Linked DNA regions of Drosophila melanogaster: region 2 is linked to region 1. Evidence: chromatin contacts called from public Hi-C data. All regions are on one chromosome and are shown on one strand. Each heading gives the region's core, a stretch centred on a gene start, on an enhancer-like site or on the middle of the called end of the contact. The rest is flanking DNA. Distances are from core to core; before and after follow the strand shown. Region 1 holds the start of CG6231. Region 2 holds the start of cic (capicua).

Region 1 (5,973 bases), core at 2,621-5,120:
CAACACCCCGAATCCAGACAAGGCGAAAGACGAACGCTGGATGCGGGATTTCAAGCTACTGGATTGGGGTGCCCGAGGTCTGTTTCCCGAGTATTTGGAGATGGTCTTGCAGTACGGCTTCGTAACCATCTTTGTGGCCGCTTTTCCGCTGGCGCCATTCTTTGCCCTGCTAAATAATATCCTGGAAATGCGACTGGATGCAAAGAAACTATTGACCCACCACAAGCGTCCAGTATCACAGCGAGTTCGAGATATAGGAGTGTGGTATCGTATCCTGGACTGCATAGGCAAGCTCAGCGTGATCACAAATGTAGGTAGAATTCGCAGAGGTAGAATTATCAAAATATCTTAAACTAATTACCACGTATTTAGGGATTCATCATTGCCTTTACCTCTGACATGATACCGCGGTTGGTGTACCGGCATTACGTAAACAAGCAAGGCACTCTGGATGGTTACCTCAACTTTACACTATCAGAGTTCAAAGTCATTGATTCGCCCACGTTGTATAGCTTAGCTGGCGATCTCTCCAACATAACAACGTGCAGGTGAGTGAAATATATGGAATAATTTCAGGAATTACTTATTAGCTAGCTTGTTTTCAGATATACGGACTTTCGACTTCCACCATCGTCTCCAGAAAAATACACATTGAGCAGCATGTTCTACATAATTCTGGCCTGCCGATTGGGTTTTGTAGTCGTCTTTGAAGTGAGTAAAACTTAGGGATAGATTTATTTGTATTATTTTTCAAACATTTATATTTGTCGGTTCCAAAACGTAAATTCTAAGTATGTTCAGGCATTAAATGTGTGTGGCGGGCTTTGGGGAATGACTTCAACATTCTCACTGGGGTCAGACTTTAGCTTGCGATAAAGAGCAAAGATACCATACGAAAATAACGCGTTCAGCACTGAAATATATATTGAGATATAAACAATTATTTAACTTAAGTATGAAAGGAGTAGCTCACCTATAAATACGCCAAAGATTAGGCTTCTCGCTATTCGACGATCCACTGCGGCATCAACTTCATCAATTCGCAGCTCCAGGCTCACAAAAATGCCCGTTTCAACAACCATTGATAGGCATGAGTTTATCAACCAGGGAGCAATACATACGAGACGTTTCTTAAAATAGTTTGTTATATTTTATATTAAATAAGTAATGTGCTTTTGGGATATTTAAAATATGTTACCTGCTTTATGCCGTCGATAAGAATACAGGCCACCATTAGGTTTATCATTGCCTTCACCCAAATTATAAACGTTGCTGTCATATAGAAAACCTGCGAGAACTCTCGCACCCACAGATAGTTCACTGTAAGACTTTGTATTTAGAAAACAATTATATTCGGTACTTTCCGTTAAGTTACCCAATGTTGAAAAGAAGGTTCCAATGGGAGTCAAAGCTTCCACTTCGGCATCCTGTTCCCATTTTTCAATATCCATGAAATCGAGGTATAGGTAAAAGCTCGAAGGACCCAGTATGCTCACTGCTAATAGCAAGTCCCCACAGGCTATGCAGAGGCCCACCGACGAAAGGCTTAGGAATTCAAAGTATTTCATCTTGAACACGGCCTAATTAACTTTGTACAATATTTCGACCGTTTTTTTATTCTTCAGATTGCTTGGTATTCCTGTTTTTAATTAGATTTTATAATATTCTTTTGTAATTTATTTATTTCTTTTATACAATTGGTATTTCTATATCCTTTTTTATAATTTTAGTATTGTATTTAATTTTGCTTAAACGCGTCCGCTTGGCTCGAGGTACTCACAGCTACTAACTAAAGTTTTTGGCTCTAAGTAGAACTAGGGCCAATTATCCATTTAGGTTCTCCATTTTGGTTCTTTATATTTACCTTTCATTCTTTCCCGGCTTTCTGTCTTTCTTATGCTGCAAGAATCCAAAGTCCATCGAGTCAAGTATGTTGCATGTGTTGCATGTTTGTTGAGCGGTGTGCTGCTGTGCCGGTTTTGGTTTCTAAGGGGTTTCTTTTTCGAATAGAACTCGACGATATCGCCCCCAATACACATTATATTAGGGTTGAGGCTAGCACCTGTCTAAGCTGCATTTAGCCAATTCCATTTACTTGCCTGGAAAGTTGTCATTTGGTAGGCTTCATTTGACCCCAAATTCGCCAGCAACGTCGCAGACTAAATATTGTAATTCAGGGGCGTGTGATGATGAAATATTTTGCATAAATTAGTTGATGGCTTGCATTTTGTTTTCAGAACTTTGTTGCCCTGGTGATGATTTTGGTGCGTTGGTGCATTCCGGACATGAGCGTTGAACTGCGTGACCAAATCCGACGCGAAGTTTATGTGACCAATGAAATTATCATCGATCAAGAGGCCCACAGGGCTCGTTTTGGTATGTGATTAAATCTTAACTTCTTAATTTGTATAAACTTGAATTACCTTACGTTTCAGAGCGTGCCAAGCGCAGCAGTTCGGTGCTCCAGACGCCAGTTGACCAGGACATGGATGCTGCCTCCATTCAAGAGCCTAATGCCAAGTTCATTAACATTGAAAAGCTCCTTACTGAAAATCTCACACAGATCGAAATGGATGCTATTATACACGGCGAAAATCCAATCACAGGAATTTCCGGTGCCGATTGCTTAGACGAAGTGCACAAAAAACTCAGTGACTAAGTTAAAAATCATTCAAAGTGATTATTTGTGTTACGAATGTTCCTTTCAGTCACTTAATTAGGCCTTAGCTATGACACTTTTATTATTATTTAGTAACCCTTAGAAATTTGTTTGATACTTGGTTACAAGCTTTACTCATGCTTTATTTTATTGTAAGAGCCCAGTAATTGTTATTTAGGTAATCCAATTTTATGATCTGTTAATTGAAAATGATTTATTAAGTGGCTCAAACTTATATTTATGCAGCCCAAGTGAGTGCCAATCTGTAAACGAGCACAACTCATATACTTTTATAATTAATTGCATATTACGAAATGTTAAAAGTAATCTCTCATTCGTGTTAAAAAACTCAGGCTCTCAAATGACGCGTACATGAACATTTATTTTAGATAGCGTGACATATATACATGTATTTATTGCATACATTAAACCGTATGTATGTATATTGATGTTGATATACTGGAATCTCTATTCAATGTTGAATATATCAATAAACAAATAGTCAAATATTGGGGTGAATAAATTGATTCTAAATGAAGTTTTAAATCATTTGTGTAATCTTCGAGACATAAATATTTGGTATGTTTTCATTTTCCCGTATGCGGTTGATTTGATTAAATGTTTCGTACATTTTTCTGACATATTAGGATATGTAATTTAGTACAATTAATCATTGAATTTTTGATTGATTTAATATAAATAATTAAAGAATTTATTTTGATATATTAGGTGTAACTTTACTTAGCTTTGGTATTACTTATTTTAACTGGCTTCCCTATATGTTAGCATAATATATTTCTGAATATAGTTCGATAAGCCCTAGTCGCACATAGTAGCGTGCTGTGCCGCCATCAGCCATCCCTGGTCGGCTAGAACGACCCCCTTTTCGCCCTTTTCCTGAGGGTGGGGTGAAAGATGGATTGAGAAAGGGGTGAGAGAGAGGGGTGGTTCCAAGTGGCGCAACAAGCATGCATTTGGGCCAAGCACATTCGGCGCCACAGCAGGCGACTTCCCCAAGATACAGAAACACGAGCACGATTATTTGAGTGTCTGAATATCTTGGGTATTTGGGCATCTCTTTCGCTCTCGCTGTGGCGCTCGCTCTCCACCTCTCTCTTCCGCGCCCTGGGTGCGCATGAGTCGCGACAACGGTGACGTCACTCGTGAAAAGCGTGCGCCGCTCTCAGCTGATTTGTACCGCCAGCTACGCGCACATGGCGCTACGGCGGTGTAGTGAAAACACAAACCGCACACATTTTCATTCGCTTGCCTCGTTTTCCGCAGTGCAGAGCAGCGGCTGAGCGAGCGGTGGAGTCCTTCTGCTTTCAGTTGGGCTAGGGCTACTTGGGTTCAGTTTACGTCGCGAATTGCCAGGATAAACATCACAGGACGCTGAACGCAAGACGCAGGACGAGATGCCGGGCTCGATGAAATTGGCCCCTGGCAGTGCATTCGCTTATTGCCCCAAGGCGTTGGAGCCTTTGGCGGCGTTGCCCTGGGATATCAACTCGTAAGCAGTTGTCCTCCCACGAGTGCCCACAAACGTTGTCCTGGCAACTGGCAGTTCGTAACCAGTCCTTGCGGCGCATCTCTGGGTGAGTCAATTAGTGTCCTGGCTCTCGTTTCATTTGTCTTTGTTATTTTCATAATTAAAAAGCATTCGGCGGTATCAGCTCAGGCATTTGACCTTTTGCGGTTTGCTGCATTACCCATACGCCCCGTGGTCCAACTTTTACAGTGTCGGAGAAATGAGTAAAAAACTACCTTTGCAGTGCACTTCTACTAATTATGTTTTTGTACGAAAATTACTTTATTTTAAAATGAACTTAAGCATGGTCTATTACACCTTAATTTGGACTCTAATGGTTAGCATTCAAATTAAAACACATGTTACAAACTTTATTTGTTAAAACTTAAGTTTGTAGGGTAACAATGTTGGCAATTATGTTTTCTTTGGTTCCGTGCAACTTCCCCTGCCCCTTCATTCCAAATATTGATTTTTGGTGCCGGCGCCGGCACATACTAGTATTTGAGCAACAAAGGTTGAGGCTTCAGAGTCCACCGGAGTCCAGGAACTGCAGAGCTCTTTGTGAGCTTTGCCGGAGGAAGGACTTCGCCAGGAGCTGTGTTCTTTGTGCTGACAGACAGTTAAGTCCCACTAACAGGCAACGATTTATATCAGTGCAAAGAACGCAGCGAAACTTTGCTCCTTTTACGGCAAAAGGTTCCTTGAACTTCAACAGAAACGCGAATCGCATGAAGTAGGGGAACTTTCGCCACGGGATGGCAAAAAAAAAACTTTTGCAGCTCTCATGCTAATGAGTTTGATAATTTTATTGATTTAATAATTCCGACTAAGTGAATCACTCATTGTAATCCCATTCCCCGTTGATTATTATTTCATTTCCGTTGCCGTGTAATGACATCGATCGCTTATGCTTGGCCATTTTAATTATTTACAAATACGACGGATTTGCTTAGTCGCCAGCTGACAAAGTCCCGTCTGCCAGTAATTACCCTTGAGGCATATCATGACCAATATTCCACCCAGTCACCCCAACCTGCGCCCGTTACCCATGTGCTAACATGGGCCCCCCGGTGTCACCAAGTTGGCGCTAAATAATGCACAGAGAGTGCAAAGTGTTCCTAGTTCGGTATGTTTGCTCCGCTCGGAAGACGACGACATGACATTGAATAATGATGTTGTGAGCCGGCGTTATTAATGCTTTCTCAGGCGTGAATGTGCAATTTTTGAATAACATGGGACCATCAGACTCAGCCAGACAGACAACTCACTTAAGATGAGCACACATTTTTGAGGAGGAACAGGATATCGTCCTGTTAAATCAATGAAGTGTGCGAGAAATAACGCATACGCCATGTGTAAAAGGTCAGGGATTTTCCGAGGACTTATTTCACATTAGATTAGCATTTGTTAGCATACGATTTATTTATACACCACAATGTGTTAACAATTAATAAATCATCAGTTTAAAAGTCTTATTTCACCTTTCGATTTCACTTTTCTTCGTTGAAACCGCTTTCAACTGAATATTTAGAACTAATTGCGCAAATCGCGAATACGCTGTGTATGAAAACGAACATTTCCGGTGCTAAAAGAGATTGATATAGGCGGAACGATAACATAAAATTAGCAAATTTTATTTGGATTTCCTTCAACATTGTATGTTTTCCCAACTAATAAATAGCAAAGACATCAATACGCACCGCCATAAGAAACCATAAGTAATTGTTCGGCTATCAAAATACAGAAGCCGCAAATGAAAAACAACAAGTCAATAATGAACGCAAAA
Region 2 (7,021 bases), core at 95-2,594, 620 kb before region 1:
ACCGCTCTCTTGCCAACTCTCTAATTCCCAGAGAGCGGGGGTGTGCTGGTATGTGTATGTGTGCAAGTTGTGGAAATGAATGAAGCTCTGCTTGCCAACAACGTAAAAGCAAGTGTAAGAGCAAGCCCGGAAGAGGGGGAACAAGAGAGAGAGAGAGAGAGACTGGGGAAGTGAGATGGCGAGAACGGAAGCGGGAAGGGAAATACAAAATTTTCCAATTGGCAAGCACATACAACATGGGGTAAAAGAATTTCGCTTACCGTTTTTCGCTTATTGACGTAGGCGTCCGTTTCTCTCTGTACGTATATGTTTACGTGTATGGGTGTTTATTGCTGTTTTTCTCTTTTATTTTATTTGCTCGGCTTGTTTTTGTTATGCAAAAGGCATAGACTTTTTCGGGTTTTACACGTTAAAAACACAAACACTTTAAAAATTATTTAACTGCTCGCTAAGCCGTTGGTTCTCGCTCTCCCGCGCTGCAAATGCACTGCAAACAAAATGTTGGATTATGGCTGGCTGGGCTTTACAACTTTTCCACGAGCAAAACAACGCACGACTGTGGAAAACGCGAACCGACGAACCGAAAACCGTGAAAAGTGTTCATTCATTGAGGAAAATTGAAATGAGCGCCTAGCATGTGACTCTCTCGCGATTGCTCTCTATGTCTCTCTATCTCTCTTGCCCACACTCGATTTGGGGGCCAGTGTTGCCAACTCAGAGCATAGAGCAGAGCCCAATGCCAATAAGCCGAATCGGGGAAAAGGAGTAAGCAAAGCAAAAAGCCCTGCCTCAGATACTCCAATTCTGATTCGAACTTATTAATTATTTAATTGGGATTCTCGGGCAGCAGTATTGTGGGCTGGCAACACTGCTCCTCTGCACAGACAGCGCGTCGACGTCAGCGTGTTAGTGTTTGTGTGCGTGCTGCGCTCGCTCTCTTTTCCTCATTCACACTCGCACCCTCTCTGTCGCACGCGCATTTTCGATTGATTGTTGTTGTTATTATTATCTTTATACGAGCTTAATCCAATATTTAGCCAGTATCTATGCAGCCCAGTTTGTTTTCCCAGCTCTCTGTTTCACTTGTTTTCACACCTACACTTGTGCGTGCGCTCGCGTTTGTGTGCGTAAGTGCCTTGTATTTGCAAACGAATTTAATTTGCGACACCTAAAAATCGAACAAATGTCGCCACAAACCGTTTTATTCACACAAAAGCCTGCAGGCGCTGCCCGATTTGGCTATTATTGGGGTTTTGTGCGCGGGGCACAAGAGCAATTCACAGGAGCTCCACCTTCCGACATCCGCGACACGTCCGTGCGATTCCGAGCATGAAGTGAGAATCTGCTGGAGACCATTTGCCCCATTTGAGAAAATACCCCCAAAGTGGGACCGTTGGCCGGATTGGGCAAAATCTTACAAGTTGCGTGGCAAAGGCGAATGATACGGTTACACTGGCGCCGCGAGCGGGTGCAACCAAATGTTGTAACTTTTCGGTGATAGAGCGATATATAAATAAATAAAAATTGTAATTGCTTCTTAACATTTACTTTTAGCATGGTTTGCGAATTTATACAAAGATTGTATGAACTGGCTTGTGTACAATCTATCGTTAAGTTAGTCAGTACACGAACCTCTACAGTTCTACACTTCAGTCTGGCAATGCCCAACGTTCTTAAAAATTATGAAATTGTGGTAGCACTGAAAAATATCTGCCACATTTATATTCATTTCTTGTAGAGTAAAGGGGTGTAATATTGCTATTATTGTTTTTAGGTTTTATTGTTTAAGTTAAGTTACTTATATAATATAGTACTGTGTGCAGGAACTTCGGCTGTGTAGGTTGTTTATGATAATCTTCTTTGAATGCATTATTTACATGTAGTAACTTAGTCCAATGTTGTTCAGTTGTTTGGATTATAATAAAAACTAGCATAGTATTATTTACAATTTATGTTACTTTCTTTTTTATTAATATTTCGATTTTATGGAATAGGACAGTTCCTAGGAAATGTGGCATTTATAAAAAGATCAAGGCATCTGTCGGTCTTAAAGATGGTCTGTTTGGTTTAAATGTTACATATGAGATTAGTTCTTAAGATTTGGAGAGATGTCCTTGATTTGATAAAAGGCGTGGAAGAAAGTGTTTTCGAAACTGTAAGGTATATATATTCCGTCTGTCTTGATTTTCCTTCCGTCGAGATTTAGGAAACTTTAAAATCAAAGCCAAGTAAATGTAGATGATTTATATAATCTTAAATAGGTAAGGTAACACTTAAAAACAAACGTGTATCAACAAAAGTTTTTACGAATACGTAATATGCATAATATGCATAGGCATATGCATCCCAGAAAATTTCACAACTATTAAAACATTTAATAAACCAAAATACATTGTTGAAGGCTGTTCAAAATAATCCCCAGAGTAAATAAAAGCTAATGATTGGCAAGCCAAATTTTAAGTGTGACAATAGTCATTTAATTTAAGTACCGCTCCATTTGAGCTTGAGCTTAAAAACTTCTCATTAAACTCAACTTTCTTGAGTGGATAATTTATGAATGCACTATCCTCAAATGAGACCGCTCATATGGAAGGAGCCGTAAAAAGTGCAAACATTCATCAAATTCGCGCCGGAACTTTGGAAATATGAAAACCGCGCTATGTGATCCGTGCACCTGGTGCCGTCTAGCGACATAAATTACGCATACGTCGTGTTAACCGTGGGAAAACATATAAATGTGTTTGCACCCACGCGACAGCGGCAAAAAACAAATTGTTGTACCTTCTGTTGCTGCTGCTATTATTGCCATAACTTTGGACTTTTATTAGCAGAAAACTCTCGGAGCGAATTTTGGCTCCATCAACGAAGAGGCAGCATTTCCAGTTTAATGAGCTGAAAAGTGCAAGTTGAGATACGCAGGTCCCGAAGTATTAGGTTCATTTGATTAATTGGTGGAGCTGGAAAATTTTGCGGCCTAAGTCTTAGTTTTCGAGCACATCAGTGCACAACATTAGAGAATCCATTTATAAAGCTTATAGCAAAACTCTAATAATGATAGCTGCAAAGTGATTTACAATTCTTGAATTAAAATCTATTACTTCTAATTCCTCTATAAATAAAATATATTTAAGTATCCAACAATTTACACTATAAAATAAAAATGACAGAAGTTATAAAACCATGTAAGATATATGCTTATTGCAATAACTTAAAAAATGATTACGGATCTGAATATTAAACTAGGTGTACTAAACATTATATATTTTCCACCCAAATATGTGACAGCTTCAATGGATCATAAAAATTTACCAGTTTGTTTAACACATTAATTAGGATTTACGTTGCAGCAGCGAGGGGAGAGAGATTTTGTCGTTGATTTTGGGTATTTAAAATAATAATCTCAATTAGCTACACCTGCCATCAAGTTTTTATGTCCGCATGTGTGACAGGAGCTGCACAAAAAGTAATTTGTAAAATTCTCCGCTATAAAACATTAATAACAAAAAGGTGGCGAGTGTCAAGCCAAAAGACACCTACCTGTGGATCTCAACCCTCGTTTCGCATAAATATCTTGGCCAACACATTTTTCGCATTTAGTTTGTAATAAAAAGCAACATTAAAAGCGTATATTCACTTCAAACCGACATTACGCCAACTTGTGGTTAGTTTGGCAAACTTCTGGGGCATTTGGTGTGCTGATGGGTTTTTTTTTCGGATGCTAATGCGCTACAGGATTTGTTCTTGCAGCATGTTGCAATTAAATGAGATGAGACAGTATTATCTATAATCATATACGTAAATGTATTTTAACATAATCTAAAATCATGTCAGGGGTACGCTTAAAATTCCTGCGAATTTCCATTAAATTTGAGCTCATCAAAATGGCTTAACAAATGTGAAGTGTGTTTAATTTTAAATTAATTATGGCCGCAAGCGGTCCAATTTTACATGTTGCACACTCTTCACCGAAACATACTCACACTCATTTACCAACACATTTTAAATAATGAAATTTGCGCATAAAACTTTGCCTTGTCGTAAACGAGTAAAATAGAAGGCAACTGAAACACACAGAGATGGGGGGAAAAAAAGCGATGTTGCATGCAGCACACATCAAACAAAATAAACAAACTGGGCGGGAAATGGGCGGAAAAGTCAGTCTACAAAAGAGTTACAAAATGACCAGTGGGCATTTTGTTTTTCTTTTTTCTTTTGTATTTTGTTTTTTTTTTTTTTTTTTGGCTTTCATTTTCTATTTTGGCGCTATTCTGGTTTTCGTTTTTGGCTGAGTTAATTGGAATAGTTTTGCCCAAACATAAACAAGCTTCAAGAGCAGATAGTGCGGCGGTTTTGAGCGCTGGGGGCGTGGCTGGGTTACATATTCGATGTGTTGGCCGCCAGAAGCGCAGCTCCATCACATATACACAAATAAAATAAATTAATTCGCTAAGAACCTTGAATTTTGCGCCTGAACTTACCAAACTTTTCGCCTTTCTCCCCCTGCTCCCTGCCATATTGTTGGCCAGACATAAAATTTGATTTAATAACCGCTGCTGGCTGCCATAAAAATTTTAGCCATTAAAATTGCCGGAACGAAAATTCTGCTCATAAACGAAAAGCATTTAAAACGAAATGAATCCCGCAATCCACCGGTTCAGATTGGGTTCACCAGGGTCTTAGGGTCTTTATTAGCTCTTAGCAGGAATCCCCAAACTTCATAAATTGCGAAATGAAAAACCATGGTCCGGTTTTCGTTATGGGGTTCGAATCTTTATGGCGAAATGTAGATTGCATACTGAAAGTTGAGAAATACAATATTTGCAAATAAATATTCCAAAAAACAGTAGAAACAATTCGTTGTTTTAGTTTAATTTAGCTTTTATTGTTTTTAGTTTAATGGTTTGTTTATATCTCATTATTTCATATTGATCACTTAATTTAGTTTTTCACGTGTCATTCTCTGTTTTATATTGTAAACTAGACGATTATAAATTTAGTCTTAAAAATACAAATATCATATTTCGTGTTTATTTTTGGCGACGCTTTTTATGAGTTTTATCAGAATGCTTTACAAATAAATTTGGAAGAGTACTTAGAGGTATGCAGAGAATTTGAAAAAATTAAAAAAAAAAATTTTATTTAATTTAAAAGTCTGTAAGTTGGCAGTTTTTGTTAGGTTGAGGTAACTATTACATTCGTAGTATTTTATGAAATGTAAATTTAAAAAAGGACAACTTGAACCAGAAAACAAGCCTCCTAGAAAAAACGAGGTTCACCCAATTTACAAACTCCAGCTCCTTTTGCACCGTAGGATCACGGTAGAAGAGCCGCACAAACGCAACGCTCCTGTACAATGTACAAACTGCCAAGAGTATGGCCACACGAGGTCATATTGTACACTTCGCCCGGTGTGCGTAGTCTGTGGAGATCTCCACGACTCCAAACAGTGTCAAATTAACAAAGAAAATGCATGCGAGAAAAAATGTAATAACTGCGGGGGCAATCACACAGCAAACTACAGAGGCTGTCCAATCTACAAAGAGCTGAAAATCCGTCTTCACAAAAGAATGAACACGGCGCGGGCACACCAAGGATCAGCTACCCTGATACCATCAGAGACAAATCCTGAAGTAATTTTCTCGAAAGCAGCTAGTTTCGCTCCCTGGCCTACATTCAACACTAACAAGACAACATTTGCTAACGTTTTAAAATCAGGTATGACGCCTCCAACCCAAAACTCCCGAACTCCACATGAAGTGCACACAAAATTAGACACACAACAAAACTATCACCCAGCTGCGCAGCAGGAAACAAAAACTGAAGCTATGATGCAAGCCTTACAACAGAGCATGATGGAATTTATGACATTTATGAAGACCACCATTCAAGACATGATGCGTAATCAAAACCTTTTGATACAAATGCTTGTAGCCCAACAATCAAATAAATAATGGCTACCTTACGCATAGCTACGTGGAACGCCAATGGCGTCTCACAGCGCAAACTTGAGCTAGCTCAATTCCTACATGAGAAGCATATCGACGTAATGCTTCTTTCGGAAACTCATCTCACAAGCAAATACAATTTTCAAATAAGAGACTACCATTTCTACGGTACAAATCATCCCGACGGAAAAGCACACGGTGGCACCGCCATACTCATAAGGAACCGTATGAAGCACCACTTTTACAAAGAATTTGCGGAAAATCATCTTCAGGCCACATCTATCAACATTCAGCTGGATGACAACACTCTCCTTACACTAGCGGCCGTATACTGCCCCCCCCGTTTCACAGTATTAGAAGCTCAATTCCTGGATTTCTTCCAAGCACTAGGGCCACACTTCATTGCAGCAGGCGACTACAACGCTAAACATACTCACTGGGGATCGCGACTTGTGAACCCAAAAGGAAAACAGCTTTATAAGACGATAATAAAAGCCACTAATAAACTTGACCATGTTTCCCCCGGGAGTCCTACATACTGGCCATCAGACCTCAATAAGCTGCCAGACCTGATCGACTTCGCAGTTACGAAAAATATTTCCCGCAGTTTGGTTAAAGCTGAATGTCTGCCGGATCTCTCATCTGATCACTCGCCTGTACTAATTCACCTCCGCCGATACGCAGAAAACGTGAAACCACCAACCAGACTGACCTCTAGCAAAACAAACTGGCTCAGGTATAAAAAATATATAAGTTCACATATTGAGCTAAGCCCAAAACTCAATACTGAATCTGATATAGAGAGCTGCACGTGTGCATTGCAATCCATCCTTACTGCAGCAGCTCTTACTGCAACACCCAAAATAACAAATAATACAATTAATTCAAAAAAGACCAACGTACAAATCGAGCAACTCGTCCACGTAAAACGTCGCTTACGCAGAGAATGGCAATCTTCCAGATCCCCAACTGCAAAACAAAAGCTAAAAGTAGCCACACGGAAACTGGCCAACGCTCTGAAACAAGAAGAGGACGACGATCAGCGCCGATACATAGAGCAACTCACACCAACAGGC

The links. A called contact is a pair of places that touch in the nucleus more often than the background predicts.
Region 2: a Hi-C map of the Kc167 cell line shows a contact between it and region 1, with 3 times the contacts expected there. The contact joins the promoter of cic here to the promoter of CG6231 in region 1. A contact is called at or near these places in 2 of 107 Hi-C or Micro-C datasets (the Kc167 cell line and embryo).

What each region holds. Positions count from the first base shown.
Region 1 is chr3R:19,630,615-19,636,587 of dm6, reverse strand. It overlaps CG6231, which reads left to right and starts at 3,870. Exons shown (of 7, transcript NM_169865.2): 1 at 3,870-4,254. subdued (subdued,) reads left to right here. Exons shown (of 14, transcript NM_142563.2): 10 at 1-310; 11 at 373-548; 12 at 606-711; 13 at 2,238-2,376; 14 at 2,436-3,170. The coding sequence ends at 2,659. It overlaps CG34138, which reads right to left and starts at 1,639. Exons shown (of 4, transcript NM_001043264.4): 1 at 1,376-1,639; 2 at 1,199-1,320; 3 at 974-1,130; 4 at 709-913. The coding sequence starts at 1,568. The coding sequence ends at 798.
Region 2 is chr3R:20,247,093-20,254,113 of dm6, reverse strand. cic (capicua) reads right to left here and starts at 1,344. Exons shown (of 18, transcript NM_001275826.1): 1 at 261-1,344.